Linked DNA regions of Zea mays: region 1 is linked to region 2. Evidence: chromatin contacts called from public Hi-C data. All regions are on one chromosome and are shown on one strand. The core of a region is the stretch at or near the end of the contact, and the rest is flanking DNA. Distances in the headings are between cores, read along the strand shown.

Region 1 (2,700 bases), core at 175-2,674, 220 kb after region 2:
CACCACACATGTTGAAATGTATGCATGCCGTATAAAAAAATCGGCGTGATATACTTATAGATTTACAATGATTTTTTTTTGTATGCAAACGTGGTGATGCATGCATGATATACTTATCCCCTAGCTTGTAACCGTATCAAATCTTTTATTCCTTACATTCATCCATCAACGACCGTCATGCATGCATTCATCCATATCCATAGTCAGGCTGGTGAAGGTTGAAACAGGTAGAGAGAACGAATTCAGAGAAGCAGCCAAAGACGATTATACGTATTAGTTTGCACTTGGTGGGGGTCTCGAGCAGCAATTGGGGTCGAACGTACACCATATCTTGTCGGCGCAGCAAAAGCAGACGGCGTCCTCACGGGCGCCGAGTACTGCCGGAGCTGCAAATTCAAAGCCAGCAGCGAACGTGAAAAAGAAGGGGAAAACAGTTTTCCATATAATATAGATAGAAGTATATTATTGAATGAAAGGTCCAAACTATATATACGCGTATACCTATCTAGAGTATCTATCAGCAGTATTAATTAATTATATAAACAAACAACAAAAAAAGACCCATTTTCAAATTGTTTGATAACAATTCTCAGTTGAACACAGGTTCCATTAATATATTAATACAGCAGCTAATTCTATTCCTCTAGATATTCTGTATAATCTATTTTCATTTTCATAACAGCCCATTTGCGCGCGTAGCAAAGTGAAGAAAATACTAGGTTCGGACGCGAGCAAATTAAGGGTCCATTCTGTTCCCTATCAAATCCATATGGATTGAAGCAAATTGAGGCCTTGTTCGTTTGTCTCAGATTGCACCGGGATCATTCCAGCTAATCAAAGTTTATATAAATTAGAGAAGCAATTCGGTTAGAAATCGTTTTGACCCACCAATTCAGTACAAACGAACAAGGCCTGAATAAGTTTAAATCAGTACCAAGTCAAAATCTTTCATAATTTTTTTTAATCTGTATCATCAGTCCATGAGGTTAATAACTAAACAAGATCTAAATTAAGTGGATTCGTGTGCACTCAGCAAATAGCTTTTTTGACAATTGCCCGAAAGAAAACAATCAGCAAATTATTTGACACTCGATAAAAAGCTTATTTGTCGAGTGTCTAAAAAAATACTCGACAGATTATTTAGCACTCGACAACACTCGATAAAGAGCTGAATTCCGATAGTGGCGTACCGTGGGTAGCCATGAAAAGAAGCATTGCCATAGCCCAGATGAGGAAGAGCGCGAGCATCGCCCTCCTGCCGGCCGCCATGTCGTCGTCGTACTCTCGGAACGCCGTCCGGCAGGTCTGAGCGTGCGCGCCTGACTGAGCTATGGATATGATCTGCATGCGCCTGATATATACTATATATACACAGGCAGCCAATTAATACCGTACCATGGACAAGGTACGCTTGCTTGGTAGAACCAATGCGAGCCAGGGGGGCAGAGCTTCCTCGAAAGATCCCCGGACGCGCCGTACCAAGACAGCCGTGGTCGATCGCTTCATTGCATTATTTGGCTTTTGCTGTCGTCCCGCCCGGGCACACACCCATGCATGGGAGGTAGATACAAGAGTCAAATATATATCCACTAGATCAAGGGACGCCCTTCTGGCGCCCTATCCAGCTTAAAAGGAACCTGTAGAGCAGAAGAATTTTGTTTCATTTCCAAAATACTGGAACTGCATTTCTTTCTTCGAATTTGACCTCTGTCCGAGATGTAAAATGTGGTAATATACCATGCCAACAAGCTGTTTTGGAATACGAATAGAGGCTGGTTGCTTATGGGATTCTTGCCTGTAGTAAGGTTACATGGGCACAAGGGATGAGGAGACTCGGAGATTTTTTAGCGCTCTTCGGTCCTAATACGGCTTTGCCCACGATCTGCTAGGAAAAAGGCACGGTTCAGTGAATCAATAGGTCCCACTGTTGACAGCACCTTGAAGGGCCCAAAGAAACGGAAGGCCAGCTTCTGGTTACCACGATGGGCGAGCGAAGACTGAACATAAGGTTGAAGCCGGACATAGACCATATCACCAATTTGAAAGGAACGCTCAGACCTCTTCTTATCAGCCTGCACCTTCATGCGAAGTTGGGCACGAGCCAAATGCTGTTTGACTAAATCCATCATGACTTTCTTCTCCTCGATCCATTCCTGCAGTGAGGAAATCGGACAGACAGCAGAAGACTCTACTCCAAAGTGACGAGGAGCGTAACCATACAAGACCTCAAAGGGAGAAAAACCCAATGCTGAGTGCCAACTGAAATTATACCAAAACTCAGCTAAATAGAGCCAATCCACCCATTTGCTGGGGCAAGCATTCACAAAGCACCTCAAATATGTTTCCATGCACTGATTCACACGTTCAGTTTGCCCGTCTGATTGTGGATGATACGCAGAACTCATGTTGAGAGAAACCCCTGCCAATGAAAAGAGTGTCTTCCACAACTGACTCGTGAAAATACGATCCCTGTCAGATATAATCGCCGTAGGCAAACCATGCAACTTGTAAATGTTCTGCATGAAGACATGAGCAACTGATGCTGCTGTGAATGGATGTCGCAAGGGAATAAAGTGGCTAAACTTGGAAAATTTATCCACCACCACTAAGACACAATTCTTGCCATGAGACAGAGGAAGGCCTTCCACAAAATCAAGGCTCACTGTCCGCCAGGCGCCGTCGGGTATAGCCAAAGGCTGG
Region 2 (2,700 bases), core at 106-2,605:
TGGGCCAGCTGTTCCTCTTCACACGGTACTTGTGGTAGGCGTTGCCAGCCTTCAGCATCGGCTTCTCAGTCCTGCCACCACCGGCAACCTGCCCAATCATGGCACGGCAGCTGCTGGGGACAATTTTCTTGGCACCAGATGGCAGCTTGATCCTGTAAAAACAGAGCAAAATTAGGAACTATTGTTTGGGATAGATTATAATATATATATATAGACAACTACACTAGAACAATATTATCTTCTGCCACATTAGAACATCAATAGGCAGCAATATTAGGGCTGCTTTGGTAGACAGGAAAACAGAGGGGATCCATGGCTCCATTTCCCGTCCACCAAACCAACCCTTAAGAACTTGCAATATCTACATGGTATTCTACAATGGAGGTATTCTACAATATGTTCAGCTGTAAAAATGTAATATTAAGGCTGCCATCATCAGATGAGAAAAAAACTTACAATTTCATAAGTATAAACAATCGAGATGTGTAAAGCAGCACAATAATATCACAAAATATACGAACAAATCAACTTCAAATGCCTACAGAACTAAATATACCTCCATAACGCAAGAAACTTCCTAAACCTTTCCTATCGAAACAACTAGAATGTGGCAGATATGTCTACTATACTAGAGCACAATTCGAAGCGTTTTGTTCTAAAATTGTAAAAATACTAAATCTAAAGCCACAAGAACAGAGCTAAACTATTTTCAGAATGCTACATGAATCCTAACATATCAGATAGTGATACAAGTACTCATAGTCGAACTACCACATCAGGTCTCATCCTACGAATGAAATAGAGAAAGGAGGGATGCTGATGGTGTTAAGACCTCGAGGTTCCGTTGTCAGGGTTGTGGCTGATCACGATGGCGTAGTCCCCAGAGGCCCTGGCGAAGACACCGCGGTCACCAACGTGGTGCTCGACGTTGCAGACGACGGCACCCTCGGGGATCCCGCGGAGCGGCAGGACGTTGCCGATGGAGAGCGTGGCGCGGCGGCCGCAGTAAACGAACTGGCCGGTGTACATGCCCTCGGCGGCGACGAAGAGCTCCTTCTGGTGCTTGTACCTGAAGGGGTGGCGGAAGGTGACCTTGGCGAGCGGGGCGCCGCGTCCGGGGTCGTGGATCACGTCGGTGACTACGCCCTTGAGGTACCCGTTGCGCTCGCCGAAGTCGAGGGAGCGGAACCGGGCGGGGCCCTTGCGGTGGTGGGTGTGGGACTTGAACACGGATCCCGCACCCTTACGCTGCGCGCGGATCACGCGACCCATCTTGCCCGGCGGCGGGGAGGAAGCGGCGGCGGCGGCGGCGCGGCGGGAAGAGGGTGCGGAAGTGAGCGCGGTGCGGCTAGCGTTGGACGAGAGAGAAGAGAGAGCATTATATAGTGCGTCGTGAGGGTTTGGGGAGGGTTACCCTACGGCGGATGGTGGAGATGAGGTTCACGGCTGGTTTGAACCGTCCGATGAGTGATGGGACCGTCGTGTCAGTGTATTGGAATGAGCGAGAGACAGAGAGGCTGCGGGAGGAGAAGAGTGGGCTGGTTCTCATGGGCCATCTGGGTGAAGTTGGGCTCTTTAAGTGAGCAAAACAGCCCAAATCCAGTTCAGCGGTCATTCGTCCTGAGCGAACGCTCGTCTCACTTTCTCAGCATGGCTTGTGCCTTGTGATATCTCAGCCCGTTCTCCTTTCTCATTCCTGTACTGGCTAGCTGCAGAGCGCAGTACGCTGCCGTGCTTTTTTTTTCCTTTTTGTACTCTTCAGTTTTTTTTTAACGTTTTCTCTTCTTCTGATCTGATCTAGGATCTTATGTTCACAAATCTCAAGTGCGTATGTTTTTTCCACAAATCTGTTTACACGTAATTTATACTCACAAATCTTGCGTGCACAAATTTCTTTCACAAGTCTTGTGCGTATTTTTGTCATAATAAATCTTGTGTTTGTTTCACCATCTCGTGCATAATTTTATTCAGAGATGTTATGTTTCACAAATGCTATGTGCGTAAGTTTGTTTTGTGTATGTTACATTGCATGCTAATATTACAATCATTGAAAAAGAATAAGTTATCAAAATAAGGTAAATTTTCTTTTCAGCTATTTTTTCCGTCTAACTCCTAACTACGGGCTAGTTTGGGGACATCGTTTTTCCAAGGGATTCTAATTTTTCAAAGGGAAAATGAACTAATTTCCTATGGGAAAATTAAAATTCTATAGAAAAATGGGGTTTCCAAACTAGCCCTACCTTTATAAATGTAAAAGTTAGAATGGGCTGGTTCACACACATATATATAAACATGGGAGGCAGAGAATAAGATACTTTTCTCTTCTTCTCTCGTGTAGTCAATTCTTGGGAACCTTGGACATTTAAAGCCAGCAACATGATTTCAAAACTTGGGAAAACGATGACAGCTTGTTCTGATTTTAACACTTGGGAAAACAATGACAACTTGTTCTAATGTACATGTACTGGCTATTTTGATTTGCAACAGGTGCGCTCTAGGCTGGGAGGTTCTTTTTTGATTGGGAAAGCATTACGTGGCTGGGAGTAGAATTTGTTTTAGCTTTCTTTTTCACATTATGATTTGGTTGAAAACTACGTTCCCAAACACCTCTATGTATTGGATACTGTGGTATTTAAAACTGAGCTTATGTCATGGCTTTGAAATACCATGGTATTTGAAATACTGTGGTTTTGAAAAAAT

The links. A called contact is a pair of places that touch in the nucleus more often than the background predicts.
Region 1: a Hi-C map of tassel shows a contact between it and region 2, with 3 times the contacts expected there. The contact joins the enhancer-like site here to the promoter of LOC110485087 in region 2. A contact is called at or near these places in 3 of 25 Hi-C or Micro-C datasets (leaf, tassel and an unstated tissue).

The regions. Positions count from the first base shown.
Region 1 is chr3:128,716,692-128,719,391 of Zm-B73-REFERENCE-NAM-5.0, forward strand. No RefSeq gene overlaps it. Among protein-coding and RNA genes, the nearest start is that of LOC103652174, 32 kb to the left of the region's middle. Within about 2 kb of position 1,425, at least 8 of the 20 cell types and tissues checked have an H3K27ac peak or open chromatin away from gene starts, as enhancers often do. A contact at or near this core is called in tassel, where this site is marked.
Region 2 is chr3:128,496,163-128,498,862 of Zm-B73-REFERENCE-NAM-5.0, forward strand. It overlaps LOC110485087, which reads right to left and starts at 1,356. Exons shown (of 2, transcript NM_001353000.1): 1 at 833-1,356; 2 at 1-152. The coding sequence starts at 1,272.